Linked DNA regions of Mus musculus: region 1 is linked to region 2. A link is a contact called in public HiChIP or PLAC-seq data. All regions are on one chromosome and are shown on one strand. Each heading gives the region's core, a stretch centred on a gene start, on an enhancer-like site or on the middle of the called end of the contact. The rest is flanking DNA. Distances are from core to core; before and after follow the strand shown.

The links. HiChIP or PLAC-seq counts read pairs in DNA pulled down with a chosen protein or histone mark.
Region 1: a contact with region 2 is called in an H3K27ac HiChIP or PLAC-seq map of large pre-B cells, with 5 times the contacts expected there. The contact joins two enhancer-like sites. A contact is called at or near these places in 3 of 39 promoter capture datasets (embryonic stem cells, pre-B cells and stem cell-derived epiblast-like cells) and 1 of 115 datasets of contacts at active chromatin or transcription factors (large pre-B cells).

The regions. Positions count from the first base shown.
Region 1 is chr3:68,705,577-68,710,957 of GRCm38.p6, forward strand. No RefSeq gene overlaps it. Among named protein-coding and RNA genes, the nearest start is that of Il12a, 17 kb to the left of the region's middle. Within about 2 kb of position 4,030, at least 73 of the 459 cell types and tissues checked have an H3K27ac peak or open chromatin away from gene starts, as enhancers often do.
Region 2 is chr3:67,491,489-67,497,059 of GRCm38.p6, forward strand. Rarres1 (retinoic acid receptor responder (tazarotene induced) 1) reads right to left here. Exons shown (of 6, transcript NM_001164763.1): 2 at 4,258-4,323. Among named protein-coding and RNA genes, the nearest start is that of Gm40067, 21 kb to the right of the region's middle. Within about 2 kb of position 1,558, at least 25 of the 459 cell types and tissues checked have an H3K27ac peak or open chromatin away from gene starts, as enhancers often do.

The DNA.
Region 1 (5,381 bases), core at 2,780-5,279, 1.2 Mb after region 2:
TGCTCCCTTCGAAATAGCTATACATGTTATAACATACAATGTGTATAAGTACGACTTTTAATAATTTAAATATCTGGTTGGGTGGTTAAGTGGTTACCATACTTTAAAAATAATTCCTTGCTGGCAGAGCATATACCACAGTAGTAAATGTGACTTCCTTCCTGTTCAGATGTATCAGTCAGAAACACATCCTGGGTTGGACGGATAGCTCAGTTTTTAAACTATTTCTCTAGCATTCACGAGGTTGCAGGGGGCGGGAGGGGGGGATGGCTCCATTTCTCCTGCACCCCTTTATAGAGAGGCAGAACCAGGGCTGAGAGCAGAGCTGGAGCAAAGTGGTTTTCCTCACAGAGGAGGAGAAGAGCAAGGGGTGTGGTGTAGGGTTCCTAAATAATCCTGATGACCAAGTGTCTGTGACCTCGGTCCTCCAAATGTGCCCCACTTTCTAGAGTTTTCACCACTCCCCAATACCATCAGCAGGCAACCAAGACTGAGTCTTCGAACAACATTTCAGGTCCAAACCATAGCACCAAGCAAACATCGCATATTCTATTCCACACTGCTCCCAAGAGAGGCAGCTCAGGGGTCCCAATGGAGTCCTGGTAACAGCACCTCCCCAAACCCTCTCTCCTCAGTGACTGCCTACGCAGCGACTCCATTTTTGAGAGCTTTTTCAGTGCATGCGCCAGGTAAGTTTCCTTTTCTGTCATGGTTTATATATAAAATGCACCCACAAAAGCTTAGGTGTGCCAACACTTGGTTCGCCAACTACTGACAAGATTTTAAAAGGTTGTGAAATTTTAAGAGATGAGGACTGGATGGTAGAAATAGGTCATCGGGTTCAGGCTTTTAGGGCATCAGCTCAGCCAGCTACCAGCTAGAGCCCTCTAAGGCAGCCGTGGAGTGACACTGCCGACCCTGCCGCAGGCACTGCTATTCCAACCTCTCCCAGCCCTGTGGACTGTATCCCCTCCAACTAGGAGCCAAACAAATCCCTGCTTTCTCAAGTCCTTCCTGTCGGGTAGTCTCCCACAGAGACCGGAAACGGAAGTAATACTCTTACTCAAACAGGTTTTGAAACGAAGGCAAAGACAAAAACTCCCAGAATTGATTCAAGCCACTCGTGTCCTTATTTCTGTAACAGAACCTTTTGGCTTTTTACCTTTTACTTTTTAGCTTTCCAAGCTTGCCTGAGGAGACTAATGTTGCTATAAATGCAAGGAGTGTCTTCTCAGCTGAAAATCAAGCTTGTAGCAAATGGGTTCAGCCCTTCTGAGACAGGAGCCGGCTGTGAATGGGCTAATGCAGGATGAAGGTGGGTGACTGGCTCAAGGAACTCTAACCAAGGAATGTCCATCAACACGGGGCAAAAATGAACAGAACTCCATCTATGGACTCCAGGGCACAACTGCAAGTCTGGCCAGCAGTCAGAATTCACCCAGGGCCTCCCAACAGCGTCAGAAACTGGAAAGCCATCGTCAGAACTCCTCAGACCTGTGTATCAGGGAGGCCTGGAAATGTCTGAAATCTCCATCCCAGCACTGCATCTCAGGTCCCCTAACCTGGGGTTAAGCCTTTCAGCAGGCACCAACTGCTCTACCCCAGGAACTCCAGACCATGGGCAAATGTCCAGCCCCACCATTCTCATAGGGACACAATCATCAAACAGGGGTCCTTAGAGAGTGTCATGAAATATGCTTCTACATGAAGACGTGAAGAGGAAGCTTCCTGTGAACCCAAGCACCAATATAACCCAGCAAGCTCAGGATACAGAAGAGTCCCCCTCCTCATCTGATCAGGAATTAATAGTAAAATATTTGGTTTAAATAAAAACATCTCAGAAACTGAGAGGCTCTGCTCACTCTTCTAATAAAAGAACAAGGAGGGACATACAGTTGTCCCAAACCAGTGACAATATCTGTGTGAGCCTCTCTACCTGGACTACATCCGCCGAGCCTCAGTCCAGGCACCAGAGAGCTGGGTTCAAAACCACCTGCTGCCCACAGAACCAAGATGACAGCAAGAGCAGAATAGGATGCTTTAAAAAGTGAAAAAGTTATACTACTCTTTCAGAGGACACACGTTCTGTTCCCAGTACCCACATCAGGTGGCTCACAGTCACCTGTATCTCTAGGAGATGCCCTCTTCTGAACTCCATTGGCCATACATTCACCTGCATACACACACACACACACACACACACACACACACACACACAATTTCAAAATAAAACAGTTAAAAAGTGACTCATAGAATTGATAGTGAAACGTAATAGTACATCACTTAGGTAGCAAACACAGGACCCTGATTTTGACTTCCTACCCCCGCCCCCCACTCTACCCCCACCCCCAATAACTTGTAAGTAAATAACAGTGCAAAGAAAACAGTAACCATGGTTAAAGGGTGATTTCTCTCCATCTACAATTTGTGGATTCTTTTTAAAACAGTTGAATAAACATATCTATTATGTTAATTTCCATCAACAAAATCCCTGGAGGGGGCCACATCCACCACCCTCCTCCCCACACACCTTCCCAACTCCTCGTGGGATCCATTGTTCTCCTGAGAGAATCCTTGAATGATAAGACACTTGTTCCATCCCTGGGAGGCAGAGGCAGGCCAGAGACAGAGAAACAAAGATCAGATACGGTCTTCTTGGTTGTGCCTCAACTAAACGTATCTCTGCTATACATTCGCCCGCTTCCCAAAGTAAATGACCCTGAATTGAGAATCAGACCTTGCAGTTTTACCAGAGCAGGGGGAGGGAATGATACGCGAAGGTCCTCTGAGAAGATGCTTGAATTTCTCCAGAGAAAACGCCAGAGGGCAGCAGACCTCCAGAGATGTCCTGGAAAAGAGCTTGGCTTTTCAGGAAGTAGACCAGCCCGGCCTGGAATGGCATTCTGAAATGAAGTCATTTGATGTTTGGTTGCTTGATTGGTTGGTTGGTTGGTTGGTTACTTGCTTGCTTGTTCCCCCACCCCCACCCCCACCCCCACCCCCACCCCCACCCTACTCCCGTTTCTGGGGATTGCTTCTTCCAACATGCTGGGCAATTGCTCTGACTTTGTTACTTTTCTTCTTATGAGAAAATATCTGACAAGATGCAATTTAAGGAGCGAAGGGATTATTTGGGGTGAGGGGGATCACAGTTTCAGAATACAGGGGAACAGTCTGTCATGGTGGGCATGACACAGCCGTGTAAGAAGTTCTGTGTGAACTTCTGTAGTTCTATGTACTGCATAGTTGGCAGTAAGGGACCTGAGAGAGATGGAGCCTGGGGCTCAGATCTCTCCTTTCCCAACCGAATAAAGCCATCGAGGTGATGCTGAGCACATCTTAAACCCCAGGGGAAGCACCTTCACAGGCACAGCCAAAGTGTGTCTCCTAGGTGACTCTAAACTCTGTCACCTCAAAAACCTCCAGAGTAACCTCGCTGGCCTGAAACCTGCTTGGACTTCTAGTGTACCCTAACGGCACAATTATACACGTCTGCATTTTTAGAGTAGAAAATGTGTAAGTAGAGTTCCCTGAGAAGCAACTTGGTGCTCTGATCATATAAACTATAAATAATCAAAGGTTTGAATTGTTTTGAGCTCAAGTGTAGCAATGTGACCAAGAGAAAGAGTGAGAGAAAAAGGAACAGAGACAGAGACTCACAGAGAGACAGAGAGAGAGGATCTTAAAAACAGAGGAATGAACCCTATGGTCTGGCTTGAGTCCAGACAATTGTGGCCCTTACTGGTTTCCCGTGTTCTGTTACAGTGTGGGCAAGCTTCACTGGTGCCACCCAGTGGCCTCCCTGAGCACTGCTTCAGTGCCTGGAGATGGGCGGGCTCAGTCTATACTGGCTGGGTCTCTAGTTGCAGACAGCCTTCATCTTCCTTTTACTAAGACTTGTCTCCGGCCTAGAATTTGACAAGCACCTGTGTCTGAGTGGATGTTGCACTCCTGGAGCAGATGGGGACAGAGGCTTTGAAGACAAGTAAGCGTTTGTTTAGGTCACCTGAACTGGAATTTCAGCCCTTCCTCTAACTGCGGCATGAGTCATCATTATTAAACGGTGGTAACCCCGTACTTACCACTGAATTTGCATAATCCTCTGAACTGAAGTTTGTAAGCAAACAGCCAACACTTTTCATATTAAAAATTGCTCCCCGACACTCACGTTGATTTCATGTAAGCTACTAATTCATATAATTTCCTGCTTACCTTCCAGGGCAGAGACGACATCTTTCAAGCAGTTATCAAAATACTGGGCAAGAACAGCACTCTGCCCTCATCTTGCTTCAAATTCAGTGATCTCAGTGTGCATATTGTGGCTTCTGTCTAATGTCATCAGTATTGCTATGTTCCTGCTCCAGCTGGGCGAAAGCCATCTTAATCCACTCTCCCCAGCTTCCTAGGCAGGGTAACTAACTACATATCTGCTCAGGGCATTTCAGCCTTCGTTCTACATAAGAATAGATGATGCATTTAATATTTCCTCACAGTTTTATACTCACTTATAACAAAACAAACTCCTTATTTAAGAAGTGCATGTTAACCACCTTTAAGACATTCCTACACAGCCAAAAGCTCATTGCTTCTTTTTTAAAAAAGTTTTTATTGATTCCTGTGAATTTCATATCTTGGGTCCCAATCCCACTCATCTCCCCATTCCTTCATATCTGCCTTGCAATCTCCCTCCTAAAATAAAACAAAGAATATAAATAAATAACTCTCACTGTGGAAGCTGTGGTGTGTCCCACAGTAGACCCTTCTGCCCAAACAACTTTCCTTGCAAATGTTCATTGCCATGAGTCACTGGCCTGGTTTGAGGCCTCTGGCTTCTGCTATACTATCAATAATGGATCCTCACTGAGACTCCTCTAGGATATCCTGTTGTTACCCTGTGTCACGGAGAGCCTGCAGCTTTGGATCTGCAGGACTGGCCTTTCAAGTATTCTAGTATTTTGTAGATGGGGTGGATGTTGGAATGGTCCAACTCAAAGCCCTGGATCTGGGCCTGGGTGGGAGCTGAGTTGGTCAGCTACCAGCTCTCCTGTACCTACAAAACCAGGAGCTGTTCTGCTCTACTGCAGGACCCACTCTTCTGAGTACTGTAGCCAATGAGTGGTGGAGCCAGTTCTCCTTGTTCTCATAACCTGGGGGGAAAGCTCATCTGCCTGCAGGAAGTGAGTGGGTATAGTAGGTTGGCCTGATGCTGCTTGTATTCTAATGCTAGTATTGAGCCCCAAGACCTGGTTGTCCCAGAGGGGATCTGCATGTAGCCCCACCCGACACCATGTGACCTTGATCCCAAATTATTCCTGATTGGTAAATAAAGATGTTGTGGTGAGTTTTGGCTACGCAGCTTTGGCTCCCAGCGGATCACACGA
Region 2 (5,571 bases), core at 308-2,807:
GTCTGCTTTTGTTAGTATTTTATCACAGCAACAGAAAGGCAACCGAGACACGACAAGGGAGACACGACAAGGTAGTCTTCCATCTTTGTTGTCCCTTTAGCATTATCTTTCTGATTGCCTCTGTACATAATAATGCCAGGCCTCTTGCAAAGAAATAGCATTGATGTCTGTTGAGCCCTTCTTGGCTCAAATGTCTAAGGGAAGGGCTGCCTCACTCTATCTGGAACCAACTCTTGGCTGATTCCTTGGGTCCTTGAATATTAAGCTTACTAACTTGAATTGGAAGACAGAGCTGGTTCCTATTAATGAAAACACCAGCATGTCCACGCATGAATTTGCTCCTTTCATTCCATATTTAAAGACCAAAATGCTAAGTTTAAAAAAGAACTCACTCTACATCTTAAGTTCTCAGTACTTGAATAGGTGGTCCCTGTCTGAGCTCAGCTACTAACCCCTGCTATAATAATTCTGTGTACCTATCCTGAGATCTAGTCCAAGTTAGATACCTCAATCATCCTCATCTTGTGGCTTCTGTGAGCACCCTCACTTATTTCAAATCCCAAAACATCATAGATTCTCCTAGACTTCAGTTTTCTGCTCTTGAATAGTAGTTATTCAATACGACTACTTGAATAAAGACCATTTTGGTCAATGGTCTTTAACTTGACCATTAAAGCCAAGGACTTAGCCCCAGAAAACTGCGCATGCTCATACCATCAACATTAGACTTAGAACAAGGAGTTCATAGTCACAAGCCACAGCCCAAGCCAAGCCATGGGCTCCTAGTCTGGCTGTCGTATCCAAATGTGGCTGGTGGAACAGCTGAAAGCAGCAACCTTCATTTCTTTTCTGTGGTTTAAATGGCACCCTGGTTAAGGCAAGATCCAGAAATAAACTCGAAGGGCCCACAGTGAAAGAAATTATAATCAAGTTGGATCTTCAAAGTAAGCCTGCTTCTAGAACTAGTTCGGAAAACTGAAATAAGCTTGCCATGTGCAACTTTTCTCTTACAGTGCCTGTTCTGGGCGGAAGGAGGGGCTTCTGGGGCACATTAGCATGCTAATTGCTGGTGCTCCTTAGAAGAACTGGAAGGTTCCCATCAGAGCAGCCTTCCCACTCCTTTGGTGTCTGCCATCCGCAGTGAAGAGGACAAGAGCTGGGCACAATGTCTCCTCTGTCTAACCCACCAGACAGCTCCATGGAAGCAGTGCCTGGAAGATGAACAGCTGACTTCCACTCCTGCTAGCCAGCTGCACTCATGTGGACTTACTACAATCCCAAGTCCAGAGCAACGTGTTGTTGGTCAGGGAAAAAAACAAAACAAAACAAAAAACCAGTAATTATTATCATCCCATTAGCTTTACTCTCAGGCTGTCAGTTTGCAAAACTAAAAATTAAGGGCATCTTCCTAATCCTTTGAAACAAATTAACTCTAAGGTTAATAAGCCAAGTGGGTTTATTGTTTGTGAATTCTGGTAAGCTTTCTTCCAGAGGCACTGGGTTAGGGATGGCCTTGTCCCTGATGCTCTGCCTCCCTGTGACCCTTTGATGTGCAGCATGGCCTGAAATTCCCAGGCTTAGACTCAGACCACCACTGCTGACAATCTGGGCTGGCCTAAGCCTAGCTCCTCACAGGGGTGTTCATCTGCTTCTGATTTCCACATTGGGTTTCTTCTTACTCTTTCCTGAAAATGGGGTGAAGGCAACTTAGCGAATCATGGGGTGCGTGGCCAGGATTGCAGTGAGGCAGGTAATGCCGGAAGCCTGCATGGGCCCTGCTCCGTGTTCTATGCAATGTGTCTACGTATGTGATTCTTTAACCTGATATGGAATTGGCCTCGTGCTATGCCAGCCTGCCAACTAGAAATGTCACCAGCTGACAGGAAAAAGAACATATTGGCACTCCATGGTGAGTCACTTTAAGGACTATGAAGTGTAAGGAGGGACACCCAAGAGAGCTGTGAAATTCTCTCCCAGGGGCCCTAAGGAAGAGGGAAACGACAGTCATGTGGACACTTTAAAATGCAGATGTGTAAAGCGCTCATTGTTGAAGGCCTTAATAAAAGATCAGAAAAGGGAGCTGGTCCCCAGGCATGGTCTAGTGATTCCAAACTGCTGCCACAGAGTGCTCTAGCCACTGAACTGCAGCCTGACACTTGGGACCTGAGCCTTTGACCAGGACAGATATATGATCATGCGGAATTCCTCTAATTTGCATGGCCCCTGTTTTACATGGCTGAGACTGCACATCTGGAAATCATGTGCAAAGTGGCTCATGCTAACTCCTACAGCAGTACCTGCCAATCACAACGGTCTGCCTTCACGTGACAGGACTTGTACATCATAAAACGGCACTCAAAGAAACACAAATGCTGGGCACAGGAGACCAAGCTACAAGTCATTTGGTCAGGTGGGCCCTGGAGGTCCTCAAAACATCATGACTAAATAGTAGGGCCCTGTTACAGAAGACACCAACCATGTTTGCAGAACTCCAAGAAGTCAGTCTCAAACTGACCAGGAAAAGCTCCCTGCAGCCTGGTTCTCCTAGAGCTGGAAGGTGCTCTGCAGGCTGCTGGAGGTGGAAAGGTGATCAGAGATTCAGCACCCTGTAAGCTACAACATGGCCTGCCAGGAAAGCACCATTGTCATGATGGTTGCTGAGGGAACCATCTAGACAGTTTCTACTAGAGTGTGAGGTCTATCCCATGGGAGTAACTTCATGTCTGGTACTGTAAGCCTTATCTTGGGAAATCGTAGGTCCCAGGGGTGCCGTTTCGATAAATAGTCACATTGTCACACTGCGGAAACTATTTATGTTTATTTCCATAGGTTTAGGTCACTTTCAACCTTGGTCAGAGATCTTTCTTTTTGCAGTGAGTTGAAGTCAATGCCCAGACTCATGACTGGTCAAAATGCTGAGGATAAATGCCTGCGTTCTCAGCCATAGATGAACAAATGGGATATCTACATCAACCTCCCTCATCCAAGGCTTGGGGAACATCAAAGAAGAGTGCAGAAAGAATGGAGGAGCCAGAAAGGTGGGGATGAAAAGGACGGAAAGGCTGTCTTTGTGTGTATGTGTGTGTGTGTGTGTGTGTGTGTGTGTGTGTGTGAGAGAGAGAAAGAGAGAGAGAGAGAGAGAGAGAGAGAGAGAGAGAGGAGAAGAAGAAGAAGAAGAAGAAGAAGAAGAAGAAGAAGAAGAAGAAGAAGAAGAAGAAGAAGAAGAAGAAGAAAAGAGAAGAGAAGAGAAGAGAAGAGAAGAGAAGAGAAGAGAAGAGAAGAGAAGAGAAGAGAAGAGAAGAGAAGAGAAGAGAAGAGAAGAGAAGAGAAGAGAAGAAGAGGAGCACTGGCTGTTCTTCCAGATGATCCAGGTTGATTCCCAGCACTCACATTCTGGCTCACAACTGTCTGTAACTCCAGTTTTAGGGAATCCAGTGTCTTCTAGCCTCCAAGGGCATCAGGCACACATGCAGTACACAGACATACATGCAGTCAAAGCACCCATACACAGAACCAGTTTTTAAAGCTGTCTTCCCTGACATGGCAGATGTGGTGGCCTGTTGAGGCCCCACTCCTAGCTGAGGAACTATTGGCAGTTGATAGCCAATGGGGAGGGGAGACTCACTTTTCCTTGGTGATGCAGCCACTGGTAGGTTGCCCATGCCCCAGTGTATGGCCCCCAATATATCTGTATGTGAACAATACTAATCAGCCTCAATGGGCTACTCCTAATAATCACAGTAGTAATAATAATGTACTTGGAGGAGGAAGGTAGGTTGGTGGGTGTCAGGGGGAATTGGAGAAGGTCCTTGGGAGGTAGAGAAGTTCAAATACATTGTATATGTATGAAATTTTCAAAGAATAAATTAAAATACTTAAAAATGAAAGCTGAGCATATTGATTTAAGAAAATATTTGCTATAATTGTAAAACTCAATGGAGTCTCCCCAGCAATCCTGCCTTGCCTACAGGCTACTTTCTAGTTACTGCCCATCCCCCTGCCCTTTTTGCAGCACGCTCAAAAAGCTATTTTCCTATCACTGTAAAGGGTGAGTTCACTTGCCGCCTGCCAGTCCACCCCACTGCTGTGGTGGGCACTCAGTCTCTTATGCTTTGTTCTTTCATTCTTGCAAACAAGTAGGATGAAAAATGAAAATCTCCAGGCTTTACTTGTTCATATTCTCACTTCTTCCTCTAAAGGCAAGACAGGACATATGGACCTTGCTAATAGGCTGCATCGCTAATCGGGACGGCTTACCTGCTCGGGGTTGTATTGCTCTGTGCTAAATACCAAGTCCACTTCGCAGCCTTCTTGAGGGTTGACCTGAAATACAAAAACTTCATCTTAACACAGTGGGAGAAATATAAGCATTTTCATATCCATAATATTCCTGTTGGGTTATGGTGGCACTCATCTTTAATCCTAACACTTGTGAGGCAGAGGCAGGCAGATTCCTCTGAGTTTGAGGTCAGCCCACTCTATGTAGTGAGTTCTAGGACATCAGGAGCACAGGGAAAGCAAAGCATGGTCTTGGGGCTGGAGAGATGACTCATTGGTTAAGAGCATTTTCTCCCCTTTCAGGAGACCCAGGTTCAATTCCTAGCACCCAGATTGTGGCTAAAAACTGTGTGTAACTCCAGTACCAAGGGAATTAGTGCCCTCTTCTGGACTTCAAGGGCACCAGACATGGGTATAATGCATTTACATACATGCAGATACATATTCATACACATAAACTTTTAAAAAATATTAAAAGCATTATGTCCTTGGGCACTGTGGTTTGTCTGTGGAGTTGCTGTATACATATATATATATATATATATATATATATATGCCCCAGTAAAACTGGAGAGTCTTGAAAAACAGAGACTTTGAACTGACCGGACTATTTTGCTTACGGTTTGGTACCTACTCAGAAAGACGAAGCTGGGGAAAGGATGTGGTGAACACAGAATGGAAGCTGACTTTTGTGACAGTAGTTAAATGAGAAACGGGCATGTGCACCAGCCAGGTGGCAGTTCCTCCCTCCCCTGGGTGCTCTGCACGTGCCCCAGGCCCCGATCTGGGCACTCGGGCTACAGGCAACAGGAACATAGATGAAGGCTTCCTTGTGTCACGCTTGGTCAAATAGAATATAGGCAACAAGGGAGCAGTGAATTTTCGAGTAAGAGCATCAAGGGAGGTGCCTGAAACAATGCAGTATCCACGAAGGGGGATGAAGGACAGTCAGGCAGCCGCCACGTCTAGATCTAGTGATGCCCTACAGGCAGAAATAATTGGAGGGGTTTTCAGATCTTATGCTCTTTGCCATAGTCTTGATATTAAGTGATCCCTAAAGATCCTGTGCTAAAGGCTTTAAGGCTTAGCGCCTCAGGGCACCACTGGGAGAGGTAGGACTTTAAGAGGTGGGGTCCAATGACAGGTCTTGAGGCCACTGACACATGCCGTTGCTAGAGACATTGCTTAGTCTCCTCCCTTTTCTATCCTCTCCTTCCTGGCCATGAAGTGGGCCTGTGATGTGCTTTCTCCCCTCAGACACCGTGAGACAGAGCCACGATGGATTGAAACTCT